2 separate regions of the Gossypium arboreum genome follow, and region 2 is linked to region 1. Evidence: chromatin contacts called from public Hi-C data. All regions are on one chromosome and are shown on one strand. The core of a region is the stretch at or near the end of the contact, and the rest is flanking DNA. Distances in the headings are between cores, read along the strand shown. Region 1 holds the start of LOC108450012. Region 2 holds the start of LOC108457053 (serine/threonine protein phosphatase 2A 57 kDa regulatory subunit B' theta isoform).

Region 1 (7,608 bases), core at 2,160-4,659:
ATAACAGCTGACAAAATGGCAAAAATGACCCAGAGATCAGCTTCAGGCATTTGAAGAGAACTAAACAAAGTAACCTGTGCATAAAGACACAGTAATAATGCATTCAATCAATATGAATACCAGGCGGAGAAGAAACAATGGTGGAAAGACAAGAACAGGTGACAGAGAAACATCATTGCTTAACTGACCAGCCCCACAACAGCAGAGGCAAGGAACGTGACCCAGTCCATAGGAGTTAATCCAGGACTTTTCTTTTCAGGCTGGTAAAAGGAAACAAAAAGAATATCATACGCATGATCACATGCTGTATAAAAGCTTTAAGCAAAGAGCTAAGAGAGACTTACAAGGACTATTTCCAGATCCGCCATTGGAATATTTTTGAAATGTTTTACATATATCCCTCGATCCATATTTGGTTTGGCACTTGCTTTCCTGGAAGTTCACCTCACTTCTTAGATTTCTATGAATTGCTCTTCACGATATTTATTAAACTAATTTAGAAAGACACTAGATCAAAGGGTAGTTTAGCCTTTTTTCCTAAAGAAAATAAAATTTCTGTCATGGTGCCCTTTTCCTTTCTTTTTTCTTTCTAAACAAAGATCATTCTCTCAAGACCAAGAGATTAAGAACCTAAGGTACTTTCAGAATACTCTTCCAGCAATCAATATGTTCAACCTCGAAATAAAATAGACCAACAATCTGGCTGTCTAATATATCCACATCAATTAAGTAAGAAAGACACCATTGACAATTTCTAATTAATCTCAACTGGAAACTTGCATGCTAAGATGCAACAAGCAGTACCTGTAAACAACAATTATCCTATCAAAAGTAGGCTCTTGGATTGTAGTCTTGCCCACCAAGTTATTGATGCTGCTTAATACAGAATAAGCAAGTTATTGAGCAACGACATCACCAGAAATTCAAGAGGAAAGAAATACACAAATATTAGTGCTAAAACTTAAACATAAAGATCAAGAAGTAGTTGCATGAAATTTGAAAATTTTCTGGACTAATTCGAAATATAATGATGATGACAAGGAAAGCATATTTCAAGTTGCTTAGAAAGCTACCATACAATATATGGTATATATGTTCATGAATAAATACTGTCCTCCAAAATAACAGCATAAGAAGATGGTACTTCACAACCTTAGGTCCATATTTTCAAGACGGATCCGTTCAACAAACAAATCTTCACTGTCCGTTTCAGGGTTAATTTCATCATCCTTCGCTGGCTCTTTCTTATTTCGTCCTCTTGATCTTCTGCTCAAAAGCTTTTCCAACCTGCAAGGATCATATATCTGGAACGCATTAAAAGGAAGAGAAAGAAAATGTACAAAAAATCAAGTTTATAAGGAAGAGAAGATAGAATACTAAAAGCATCTCATGTTCAACTCTGTATTTTGCGCAGTAAATTAACTATTTAAGACTCTTAATAAGTGAAGACTGCAGATTGGCCAAACATTAGCTCAAACCGCCAATCATAATAATTCCAAGATATTTCGAGTTGGCAAAAAGTTTGTTAAATTTCATTCCGTAGGTTTAATTTCAAATTACCTCTAAGCAGCTGCATCTAAAAGTGCTTTAACCAATAATATACCATGACAACTCATAAAAGGTAATGATTTCCCTAAACATACTCACCGGGTTAGTCTTAAGAGAAAGGCCCAAAGACGTGCAATAATCATGTCTACCTTCTCCATGAAAAAGTAATCAGTTGTACGATCAATTCCTATCCCACGTCTGAAGATGATGTACTAAAGACAAAAAGAATTATGCTTTGCTTCAGAGAGAGATCAACTAATACATCTGAATCAAATATGTACAAACAAACATCTGCTAAGTTTCTTCGATGGTATGGTATTGAAATGGCTCTGAATTTGTAATAAATTTTATGAATATATTATATCTTTATAGTAATTGGATAGCACGTACAAAATAATTGTGAAAATCATCTTACACGGGTCTCAAGCATAATATTGTGCCATTAACCAAAGCAAGTCTCTGGACTCTGGTCCATCTAATCATACAAATACATAGCAAACACCACATGAAAAATACTAAGAGAAAAAACAAACTAGTGCAAACTAAAGGCACAATAAAGGAAATAAGTTCAAAATCAAAATCCTTTCGGTTTCATCATTATTGATTTTGTTGCATGTTGAACTCAAGAAAAGAGAACCTTCTACCTACTAGTGGCTATCTGAAACAAAATAAACAATGATGCAGCTTCCATTCTAAATTGTAACCACAACCTTATCAGCAAAATCTGGGAGGTTTGGTTGGGGGTGCTCTGAAAAATATCTCTTCAAAAGTGTCTTGTCAATCTGCATTCAGTGAAAACAAAAGGTCAAGATAAATATAAAAAAAAAAAAAATGAAACTTAATAGCACAGAACAAAACACACACTATATATTCAAATAAAGACTTAACAAACGGCCATGATAATATACAAAACACACTAAGTTGCAGATGACCTTAGATTCATCAACTGTTATGGGAAGATTAAGAAGATATTGCCCTGCATGTGCAACATCAATCTCCTCATCAGTAGCTATCTTAAAATTACTCTTCTCCATCACCTGTGACACCAAAGGGAATTTCAAATTGCAATGTAATGCGAAATTTGTAGTAAAAAAGAGTAGCAGTTGTCGTATTCAAGTTTAGTCATGTTAGGGAAAACATCAGAGACACACTAAACATAAACGAAATTCAAGTCATCAGCTTGTTATTATACAGACTTAATATATATTTCAGTGACAGCATTGTGAATTCCTGTTCCAATTTGGGGTTTTGGAAGAAACAACAACAAGAAGAAGAAGGAGAAGAAGAACACCTGAAATAAATATGTCAAGAAATTCTGTTCAAGTACATCTACTTCTTCAGAAGATAAATTTTGCTGCTGCAATTTCCGAGCCCCATTTACAGGGTCAAAGAGGGAGTATAATTGCTGTGAACATGAATTGAAACTAAAATTAGAACAAAAGGAAAGAAACACGAACAAAAATGGTTGAAGGAATATGTTAGCAATACCATTAAATCTTCAAACTGGAGAAGATACCAAGATCGTATTGTGTACTCCACTCTCTTGCAGAACTTCAGAAACTCAGCCCGATCAGAACTATGTTCTGCAACACATGAAAACAGTAAAGACTCCAGTAAAGAGAGGAAGTGGAGAAATGGGAAGCATACCAATAAGGTTGGCCAAAGTCATGATGAGCTTGGGCTTGAGAATGGGAATGACGGCTTCACGCTCTAGTCGAATTACATCCTTGTTTTTGCTGCCCATTGCAGAGAAGTGTGAGTTTGGGATTCAAAGGGCAAACCGAAAGAAAGGATGAAGAAAATAGAAAGAAGTATATGACTTTATGAGATTGAGATGAAGAAGGTTAAAGTATGCCGGAAGTCCCTCTGTTATATCGAAAAATGCAATTTAATCCCTATAGATTAAATTAGGAGGAGGGAAATATCCCCTCTTTAACCTTTGTTGGCTTTCGCTCTTGTTAATAGTTAATATCGCGAAAAAAGTTGAATCATTATTTAGAGATATATGACAAGCTTGATTTTTCGAGCGTACAATCCAGCTGAATTTTTATTGACAAAAAAAAAAAAAAAATCAGCTGAAATTTAGTTGAAATTTCTTTGACAAGAGGGAATTTACTTTTTAGGATAAAAGAGGGTCAGTGTAAAATATATTTATTATTTAGGTCAATTATATCATTAATGGTAAATTTTTATTATGATCACTTAAATTAAAACGTTTTAATTTAATTACAAAACTATTTAAAAGTTTTCAATTAAGTCTTGGGACTCTTAAAATCGTTGCATTTCTCTGTTCACAATCAACCAATCAATCATTTTTAATACATTCTTCTAAGGTATATTTTTATACTTATTGATGAGTACTAATTCACCATCTCGTTTATCGAATCGTTGTTTAGAGTTCGTTAGCGTAATTAAAAAATAAAAACTTAATTACCTAATGACTTACATAAAAACTTTTGAATAGTTTAATGACTTAAATGAAAACTTTCAAATATTTAAGTGATCAAATTATAAATTTTTAGTTAAATGATCAAACCGATAACTTATCCATATTTTAGTGATTAATGGTATAATTTGCCTATTATTTATTTATGTATTATTTTATTTTATTTATTTTTACATTTTAAATATAAAGTAATGAAAATGTTAAGTATTAAAGTATTATAAAATTAAATATATTTTATTTCTTTTTTAAAAATATTTAATTTAAATTAAAATTAAGTATTTTAAATTTATATTTGATTCAATTATATATTACTCTTGAGATAAGTTTGTTAAATTATATTTATGTAAAATTAATTAGTTATTGTTATTTAAAAGGTTTTAGTGGATTTTTTATTAAAATATAAAAGTAAAAAATAAAGGAAGAAAGAAAAAAACGAATTTATCCCAAAATTATTAATATTAGATTAATAGACCTTGAGAATTTTAAGATTTCATATTTCAATCTCACTTTATATAAATCTTATATGAATTCTCAGTACATATTTATTCTGGTTTATGTGCTAACATATAAGTAATTATAATTTAATATAAACTTACATATATTATTTAAAAATATTATTATTCAGATGCAGTTTTGTAATTGCATTTATGACTGTTATAAACCTTAAAATTATATTGTATTAAACATATGATTATATAAATATCAAAGACTCCTACTATACGTGGGCCGATAACTGGCAAGGCCAAGACGCTGTATTGAAAAGGCTTAATAGAGCCTTCACTAATTCGTTATGCTTTACCTTTAACCTCTTAACGAATGGTCTTTTCAACGAAGGCCTTACTGTTTCGAAGCAATGTGGATTACCCACCTCTAGTGCCATGACATTGTTAGTAATGCTTGGAGCAATTGCATCAGGCCCAATCGTGAGTTGTTTAAGAGTACAATCGCTTAGGGTACAAAATTAAAAAAAGTCTAAAAAATTATTTTTAATTTTTAATGTGAGAAAAAATATTTTAAATTAAAATAAATTAATTAAATACTTACTGCTTTCAATTTTTTATTATAAATGCTTTATTTCTTAAGGTCCCAAAAAATTTTCAATTTTTATTGTATTACATTTTATAATTTTTTTTTTAAATGGAGTTTAATTTATTGTTTCATCTAAAACCTCAAAAGTATCAAGAACGAGCTTACCTAGCATTGCAGGATCATCTTTCTCTTGATTTGTAAATTTAAAATCAATAGTTCATCTCTGCAAAGATAGAATAAAAAGATATTTGGTGATCCTAAAAAGTGTAAATTAGATATTGAATCTTCTTTGAATGAAATATAATTTAATTTAATGTTTGGAGAGATCAAAAAGCAAGAGACTGAGATCCAAGACCAACATAGTCTTGTGGAATAGTAGCATGAACACATCTATTGGTTTCAAAAATCCATTTTCATTTGGAGCATGTCGAGTGAGTGCAATACTAAAAAATAAGTACTAAAAGCAGGAGGGCTTGGAACATAAATTTTTGGAGATTCGTGATTCGCCTAATATTTGATTGATAATCCTTTGGATATTAAATGCCGCTTCTTAGAGCATTTGAAAAGTATTCTTCGTAGAGAAGAGACTAATGATGTTGACTCCATCAAGCATGCCTACCTTATCCATTAGGCAAGGAATGAGCTTGACTTACCATTCTTGGAGAAAAAGTCAAAGTTGCCGCCTTTCAAATTGGTCCCCTTAGGGTCCCCGATATCAATGGTAAACCAGGCATATTCTAACAATGATTTTAGGATATCATAGAACTTCTAGCAACTTGATCCACTCTTATGTTTTTGGATTTTAGTTTCTTAATAAAAAAGCTTGATAAAACCATTTTTACCTTTATTCTTAAAGGTGAATCCCAAGTTATGCCCACAGACTAGAGACCCATTAACCTTTATAACGAGGCATACAAAATCACCTCGAAAGTCTTAGCGAGTAGGTTCTCTCTCAATTCCAAAATGCCTTTGTACATGGGAGACTTGTCTTCGTTAATATGATTCTTGGAGGTGAAGTTCACAACATTAGGAGAAAGAATAAAAGAAAGAGCTCCTTAGCTGCTTTGGAAATTGATGAGTAAATCTTTTGATGTTGTCGGATGGGTATTTCTCAAGGCGATACTTGAACTAATGGGTTTTGGCTACAAACGAATTTCCCTTATTCTTCAATGCGTTTCAACAGTGACTTAGGTTAATGGAAGCCTGTGGGGGCACCTTGCCATGATCTCAAATAAGGAGACCTTTTATTCTCGTATTTGTTTATACTATGCCAAAACATTCTTTCCCTGATGCTAATAAAAAATAGAGTCAGGCAATCTCTTAAGAGGAATCACAATTTACCGAGAACACCCTCTAATTAATCACTTTTTATTTATGATAATTGCTACATTTCTTTCAATGTTGATATTGATCAAAACAAACCAAATTTTTATCAAAACAAAATTTAAATTACTTGATACTGATATTAAAGCTAAAATGATACACACCAAGCAATACTACTGATAGTGCTACAATACCAACAATCATGATCTCAACTCAAAGCCAGTACAAACATGTTTTAAGATAATAAATTTTCATTTCGTACATGATTGGGAAATACAAGCAATTATAATTTTTCATTTTTTATCTCAGTTGCAGGCTTAATCATCTGTCCCACTGCATTTGAGATCTCTTCAACAAACTCAACAATCACCCCATCAAATACTGCATGTACACAGCCTCCCACACATTGCTGCAAAATATTAATTAATGCACTAATTACACAAAAACAGCTGAAAATTAGAACATGATTTAGCTAGCCCATATTGCTGTGCAGGGAACTTACTTGAGCGTGCCATATGTGAGGAGAGAGAGATTAGAGTCTTTGATCTTTGGCAATGCTCATGAGTTTTTGAATACTCCTTTGATCTCTGAAACAATCCCTTGAAATCCTCCTTCCAAGCTCACATTTATGGCCTGCTTCAGCGAATTCCTCCTTGTATCGTTATAAATTTCAGTCCCACCGTTTGTTAAGAAGAAAACCTGTTGATTACCCAAACAAAAAACAAAAAACAATACGTACATCTCATACAATTTACACTATGTACCTGCAAGATGAGTTGAAGAACATGGATAAGATGGTGTTGCTGATAAACAACATTGTCATCAAATTTCAACTCGATGTTGGAACCTAAAGAAGGCTCAACTTTTTGGAAAGCTTCTTCAAGTGTACACAATGAATCATCGGTTTCAACATCCCATTTTCAAATTTTCCCATCATCTGTTTTCCTTAATAAGCATTTCCTTTCTTTCCCTTCTTCTCTTTGGGGTCCGTAGCTAAGAAATTCTGCTAAACATAACTCTGAAACTCTTTCTCTATCACATTTCCCTAGAATCACACGCACTTTATGTTTTTAAACTATCACTGTAAATAAAATAAGGTAAACTACAAAAATAGTAACTTTTGTTTGTCTCAGGTTACATTTTAGTCACTTATGTTTGAAATGTTACGTTTTAGTCATTTATGTTATTATTTTGTTACAAGTGATCACTCTTCTATTAAATTCTGTTATCTTCCTAACGGTAATCCTACGTGACAGTTCAAC
Region 2 (7,608 bases), core at 2,169-4,668, 440 kb after region 1:
GCAAAAGGGGTTTAGATTACCCCCACATAGCATCAAATCTTTGATGAATCCCTGAGACATCAAAATCCTGTTTGGTACAACGAAAAACTCGGCTTCATCATATATGTCCACCTACCGATGGCTTGCAATACCAATCTTGACATCGAACATCTGCAACTAAAATGGCAATAACTTGTTCCTAACCAGATGGCTTGCGGGTAGTTGCTTTAGGGGAGATAAGCACCGGTTCATTACTTGCAGCTTTCATTGCAGCAATCTCTTCTAATCGTTTCCATGTTGCTTCACGTTTTGATTTAACCTCGTTCTCTTGCGCTTCGTCTTCCTTAAACTTGTGCAAGCACTCCTCAAAGAGCTCAGGGTCAGTGGCGGAGAAAATCTTTCGGACGTTTAAAGTCAAACTCTGCACTGCCTGGTTCCAGTGGTTTCTTGCGTTCTTCTCCAAGGATGGGAAAATAATTGGAAGTATAACTTTCCGGTTCTGTCTTATTAGGCTCTCGATATGATCATTGTTCCATAAGAATAAAGCCCTCTCTGCCACCTACAAACAAATTATAAACACAAGGACATATTTCATGCTAGCATAGCCGACTCGATACAGTTTCACATAGCAACAATGTCCAGATATCGTCAGACAATAAAGCCTTTAACTCATATTGATGAGTTCCCCTTGTTTCAAAATTCAATTCACTTATCTAGGCATATTCTGTTAAGGGACATTCATACGGAAAAGAAGCTAAAGTTGCAAGTAGAGAAACGAGGAAATCCCTACCTGAAAATGGGAACTACTCAAGCAACGGCCTATCTGACGGAACAAGGGTACCATGCAGCGTTGAAACTCGGCAGGTTGTGTGGCTTCTAAAACTTCCTCCAGTTCACCTAAGAACATGACTTCTTTCGAGCTATTTGTGATTGGCCAATACTTTAGCAACCCCTGTATAACGGTATCGGCAAGCTTGCAGTCCTTCTCCACGAATTGAGTAATGCAGTAAGATAACTGCTGGTGGTACATGGGTATACACTTTGGTTTATGAAGCGGTATCAGTGCACGGACAAGAAAGAGCTTATGTTCTTCCTTCAATGGCAAAGCAAACCCATTGATTATACTTCCCAGTATTTCTAGAAGCTCTGCGATTCCGTTATGTTTTTCAGTTTCGAAAATAAAGCGGTAAAAGATGTTATTGATTGCCTTCCTGATGAATGGACGATGGACCATAAATTTTCCGTAGATACGATGCAGAACGGTTTTAAGATACTCCCTTTCTCTGGGGTCCTCTGAATCGAAAAGATCTAACAGCCTTAGAACAAAAGAATGATCAATATACCGCTTGGCCAATTTTGCATCTGTCTCGGGTGATGCCACAAATCTCAATAGAAATTCATAAACAACTTGCAAATGAGGCCACGCAGGGTCCATCGAGGGTTCTTCTTCTTCCAAATCAAATGCTTCTAAAACCTTGTTCTCACGGGGCTGAGATGTTAGCGCTCTAAACAAATTTACAGATACCATCTTCACGATTTCTTGCATAACAATCTCCGAGAATTTTCCATTAGCAGATGAAACATAATCCACAAGCTCAAGTAAGGTTTGCCGCTTGAGATCCTTCTCTTTGAGGTTTTTTGTCGGGTCAGTGAAGTCAAACACGATGCAACACAAGTTCAGTTTTCGGATAAGCAAGTTCTGCTTCTCAGAATTCGGTACATCTCTAAAACTAGGTAAAGCCTCAAAAGAAGTGGTAACCATATTCCCATTCAGTTTCGTATTCACCACTTGAGAAAACTTGTTACCTTGATTCAACCCAGAATTTGGAGAACTAGAGCTGGAAAAGGACGAACTGCTAGAGTTTGCATAGCGGTTACTAACTTGATCACTGCTTCTTGAACTGGTAGAAGCATTTGATGATGAAGTAGAGGTTCCTCCTCCCTCACGATTGTCACTCGACTTAGATGGTTTCCGTGGGAGCCTATTAAGTATTTGTTTGATCATCGTAACTTAAAACCTCGATATGAAAAAGAAAACCCCTCAAAGAAAATGCAGTATCATCATACTCGAAGTGGACAATGAGTCAACCCAGCCATAAATATGGGACTCCATCCTCAATAAAATGAGTTATTACTCAAATTCCTCAACAGAGAAGCTTCATTGTTTGCCTTAACAACATCAACCAAACTTCATATGTTGAAAAAAATCTAAAACACATAAAACAAGTCCAAGATAGAGAACATCAATCAACTAAAACAAAAGCCCCAATTAGCAAATAGATGGCAAAGCATGCATCACTTTGAGATATAAACATATAGATAGATAGATAGATAGATAGATAGATAGATAGATAGATAAAGAAACCGTATGCCTAAAACAATAAACAAAAGTACCCAATTTGATCACCCATTAAAGCCATGAAATTCAGCTAAAAGCTTTAATTTTCAGGCTACATAACTTTAAAGAATGAAAAGGGGCAAAGAATTTCCACCAGTGTTCCCCTTGGCTCTATTTTTCCGTAGCTTCCAAAGATTAACAAAAGCATTAAGGTTGACCGAAAGGTAACAAGATCTGGGTTTGATCTTAAAATCCCAAACAGCATTTTCCAACAAAAGCAACCTACAAAATTATCCAAAAGAACATAACCCAAAATAAAACTCTAACTAATATGAAGAAAGAAAAAGGGCTTTGGTGCAAAACCAAGAAAAGGTGAGGAAACAAAAATATGAACAAAAAAAAAAAAGAGGGTAAAATCTGTCTACTTACAAAAGAGATAGTTGAGCTACTCCTTTCTTTCTCACACAGAGAGATAGAGATTTTAGAATTTAAAGAAAAAAAATGAGGGATTTAGGAAAAAGAAGAAAAACATCATCCATGAAACAACCTTTGGCTGTTGTTGGTGGTGTTTTAGTTTTCCTTTTTTTTCTTTTCTTTCTTTTATGGAAAATAATTGTTTAACTTAAACCCATATCTCTATTTTTTTTTATTTTAGTAAAGATTTAATCTTTTTCTAAATCTTCTCAGCAAAATTTCATTTTCAATCTCAAAGCTCACACTTTTTTTTCACTTTTGATTTTCTCCCGGATGAAGATGGAGAATGTTAAAAATGAGAAATACAATAAAAATGATAGTTTAATATTCCCACGCGCTACTCAACTCGAGTGGTAATTTTTAAAGACTTGACAGATCCATTGTTGTCCACGGTTATCATCTAAAGGCCAAAGCTTCCATCTTTTCTTCCGGCTTTAGCACAGTTTTCCGTTCTGGTCGGGCAAAGGACCTCACGTGCACTTTGGCGCGTGCCTTAGAAACTATATTGTATCTTTTCTTTTTGTATTTATCTTTTGTGAGCTGTTTAAAATCATTACAAACTTGAATTATAATCTTAGATAGCTTACAACATTATTACCATTAAAATTTTCTTCAAACCTTTCATTTCCCTTTTATATGTAAAAACCCCAAACTGTTCATCTCACATAGATGAAGGTTTATAAAGATATAATTTATTTAAATTAAGGTATAATAACAAATGCAGCTCCTAGAATTTATATTTTTGTCATTTTGATTCTTTTCTTTTTTGAATCACTTTGGCTTTTAACTTTTAAATTGTAGTTAAATTGTTAAACTTTTAATGGTATTGATGTAGACAATCTACATGTTATATTTTTGAATTTTATGAAGTATACATAGACTATTACAAGGGTTACCATCAATTTTCCCTCCAACAAAAAATAAATTGATTAAATTTTAAAGGTTGAAGGATTAAAATAATAAAAGAATTAAGATAAAAAACAAAAGAAAATGTTAAATTTATCATTATAACTTAATTAGTCTTAAATATCAAATAATTTCATTTTTTTCCTGTACTATAGTTGCAATGAAACCCTTCAATAGTATAATTATTAGTTTAGTTATCAATTGAGATTTTTCTCATTTGATAACTATTGTGATCATAATTATGAAAACATAAATTTAAATACCTTTAAGCATGTTTTTCGAAAATCATAAGTGGAACTAAATATTATATAAAAGGAAAATAAATCCTGGCTTTGACTTGATTTTTTAAACATGTATGAAAAGATAATTTTTTTAAATGTTACGATTAAGTTATCTAAAAGACTTTGTTGAAATACTATTTTAATTCAAAATTTTAATTGAAACAAGTTTTAAATTTTAAAACCAAACTAAAACTTGATTATAATTTAAGAAAATCTAGTATACTTAACCCTTGGAAAGGTATGTATCGCAGGTACTCTTTGTTTTTTTTTTTTAGAAATTAAGGTGTTCACCGCCAATAACAGTGATTAATTCCTTCGCTACAGGTACATTGAAAAGAAGTAATTGCAGGCCCTGAAATGGACAACAACACATTAATCTAAAACTTACAAAGTCAACAAAACTCCTTTGCAAGCAAAGCAATGAACGTCATCTATAACTTTCTGCATACAAAAATTGACAACAACATCTAATGAATTTCGCTTTTAAAACATATCATGATGTTAAAGGATAAGCTAAATAATCTCGATTTACCTTTCATAAATCGAGAAACTTCAACGAGCCATCTTGCCAAAGTACCTGTCAGTACCAAAAGGCTCTTCAACATAATACGCTGAACTAAGAACAGTAATCAAGCTTTACTAATTTAAAAGTAAGATAAAGGAACATGCTTGCATTGTGGGCAAAAATTATATAAATTTTCTTTAAACTTCAGTTGGTTACAAAATAATCGCAATAATCAAGGCTTCATCGTGGATCTGTCTCTCAAAAGTACATGCAAGCATCGTGTTGAACAACAAAGCAATGGGTGAGTGCTGGACATCCAAACCAAGGACCCAAAACCAAAACCATATCCGAATGGAATTGTCCAATCCCTGGTTTCAATGCTCCATCAAAGCAGCTTCTGTTTCTGAAAGTGGAGCTGCACAAAACAAACCTCCAAATCAAATACGACCTCATGAGGAGGTAGAAAACGAACAAAACTCCGCTAAAAAAGTGGAACCATGGTGGCATTAGATTATTACACACTTATAGTACAGCGCCTACATGGAGGCTATATAATAGTATTAGTTTTCAATAAAAACAACATACCGAGCAAATCCTCATAAGTATCGGCTAACAAGGACATGTCCATCAGCAAAGGAGGAGAGAAGACCTGATCTTGAGCATCATCCATGTCAAAAAATGATTGTCCATCAGAAGTTGCAGAACTTGAAGCAGCGGCAGAGAGAAATCCATTTACTTGATCGTAATCATTAAGAGAATCAAGATTGTTCAACGTTTGCGGTAAGTCATCATAGTTATGACTCCCAATTCGACCATTACTGGCATGGCTATCGAGCAAGGAGTTGTCAGTTTGAGTTGAAAATAATCTCTTAGTCTTTATTAAGCTCACTTTATTTTCCGGTCCCCCACAAGAAAAATTAGTTGACGAAACAGGTACGAAGAATTGTTCAGAACTTTCATTAGATTGATTGTCCCGTGATGACTCTAAATTGCAGGATGGCGTTGACAATGCAACTTGCCTAACAGATCTTTTTAAATTCTGAATATAAGAATTGTCACTATCTGCAACATTAAAGGAGTTAAATTACCAATTCTCTTTCAACTAATAAAAGAAGATGCATTAAATCAATAACATGAAGGGAGACAAGTGGAGCATAAAAGAAGCAAACCTTGGGGTGGGTAATCTACATGATTGTTTACAGATGGCTGTTCCACTGAGTTCCTTTCAGAAAAAGTATCAATTTGATTGGTCTGAGGAGCAAATGTATGTTGCTTCTGCCTGTTTCCGCCTTTTCCAGCTGAATTTGGGGTTAGGGGAGCTCGCTTTTGCATGGCTCCACCTTTTCCAGATGAATTCGGGGTTAAACTAAACAATTGTGGAAGCTTTAAAGCAGGAGGACTAGCTGAAATCTTCTCAAGCTGAACAGTAGACATTTTTGAAGTAATGTCACCAACATCATCAGAGCTACTCTCCTGCATGATCAATAAAAATATCGTAAAAATGAAGCACAAGCTCTAGAAGCACAAGTATCCAAAATTTCAAATAATTTCAAATGCTTGCATAACATGAAAAATTGATGGAACATTATTTACCAAGGTCCTTCCACTGCTCTGAGCTTGAATAGGTGAAGAGGCTTGACCACGATGTTTGGCCATTGTAGGTAAGTTGGAGGAAATGCTATTTACTTTCTCTGTACAGTCTGATATTGACTTCTGGATTGCTGGAGCAACTTCCTTTAGTTGGTTAATAAGCACCTGCATTTGAATCGTATTAGAAATTTGTACATGTCATCTGGAAAAGATCAGTATCTAGAGTCGACAAAGATATGCCAAAAAGACCCTTTAGAGAGAACTTAGAAACCATAGAAGCAATTTATAAACCCACAAAACATGCTCGTATGAAGCAAAGCAAACTAATATATTCCCACTAGATTCTACACATCCACTGTGGGTGAAAAAAAATAGAGAAGTAAAACAAAAATACACATATAAATATCTCTGCTGGCATATTTTTATTTTTATTTTGCTGTAATATTTAATTATTTCATTTCAAAAACTGATTTGTCTCTTGACTTGTAAAACCAACTCAATCAGAAGTTCTAATAATAGAATAGATTTGGTCAGTTTTCAATCTCCAAATAATTTAAGCTAAAACTTTTATATATATACCAAATTTTGGTGTTCTACATCATCAAGAACTACTTAACGTGCAATGGATATATCACCTGAAAGCTAGCTAGGTGTTGCTGATGCTCAGCAAGAGTTGCAGCTAATGACTCAGCATGTCCACTAGTGCCACCATCATGTGCACTTCGTAATATATCAGGACCTTCTCCATTATTAGCTTTTGCCTGCAAAGCAATAGCAATACCATTATTGCATACTAGCATCTTACTTCAACACTGATAATTAGCAACATGAAATCCATAATTCCATAAAAAAGTTAATCATAATTTTGAATTTCTAAATTATTTTTCAATACTTTAGAAGGCGCAGACTAAAAATTGCTCATTTCTGATATACCATAACAGATTTCTTATTCACATCTCAAAAAGATGGAAAACCTTAATTGAAGGACTTTGTTTATCACATAGAGGTTTTGTTCATTCAAGTAGAACACCCAGCAGAAATTTCATTGCCACAACTTCAAAATTAATGTTGAAAAACTGACGTATTATTAATACCATAAATTGGAAAAATATCAAATTAATAATTATGTGCTACGTATTATTAATACCATAAATTAGAAAAATATCAAATTAATAATTATGTGCTATATACCATTATGGTATTCAGAAATTCAGTAAAGTTCTGGTGGCCAAGTATTAATACAAATTAAGACAGCTGACCGAACAGAAACAAAATAAAATAGCATACCAGCTGTAGTGACTGTTTATGAATGCGCTGTAATGCATGTGTCCAACGTCTGATAACTTCTGCTACATCAACAGTCTGGTGGATTCTCCCACCTCTATCATCTAACCGAGAATGTGTCTCTTCTTTGAATTGTGTGTGAAATCCATCATTCTGTTCTTTGCCATCTAAATCACCCGACTGAACGGATAAGACATCTGTAGGAGGAACTTGTGAACTCTGATCCATAGCTGAAAGCAAAGCAGACCCAG

Evidence for each region. A called contact is a pair of places that touch in the nucleus more often than the background predicts.
Region 2: a contact with region 1 is called in a Hi-C map of leaf, with 4 times the contacts expected there. The contact joins the promoter of LOC108457053 here to the promoter of LOC108450012 in region 1. A contact is called at or near these places in 2 of 5 Hi-C or Micro-C datasets (both in leaf).

The regions. Positions count from the first base shown.
Region 1 is chr9:15,162,725-15,170,332 of ASM2569848v2, forward strand. It overlaps LOC108450012, which reads right to left and starts at 3,410. Exons shown (of 16, transcript XM_053019423.1): 1 at 3,196-3,410; 2 at 3,037-3,131; 3 at 2,840-2,953; 4 at 2,481-2,585; 5 at 2,259-2,330; 6 at 1,648-1,760; 7 at 1,153-1,287; 8 at 805-873; 9 at 345-432; 10 at 189-260; 11 at 1-74. The coding sequence starts at 3,292. It also overlaps the pseudogene LOC108451747.
Region 2 is chr9:15,603,074-15,610,681 of ASM2569848v2, forward strand. LOC108457053 (serine/threonine protein phosphatase 2A 57 kDa regulatory subunit B' theta isoform) reads right to left here and starts at 3,419. Exons shown (of 3, transcript XM_017755865.2): 1 at 2,747-3,419; 2 at 770-2,187; 3 at 1-538. The coding sequence starts at 1,984. The coding sequence ends at 179. LOC108454281 (AUGMIN subunit 6-like) reads right to left here. Exons shown (of 13, transcript XM_017752695.2): 8 at 7,361-7,608; 9 at 6,709-6,834; 10 at 6,077-6,238; 11 at 5,653-5,956; 12 at 5,069-5,545; 13 at 4,653-4,898. The coding sequence ends at 4,858.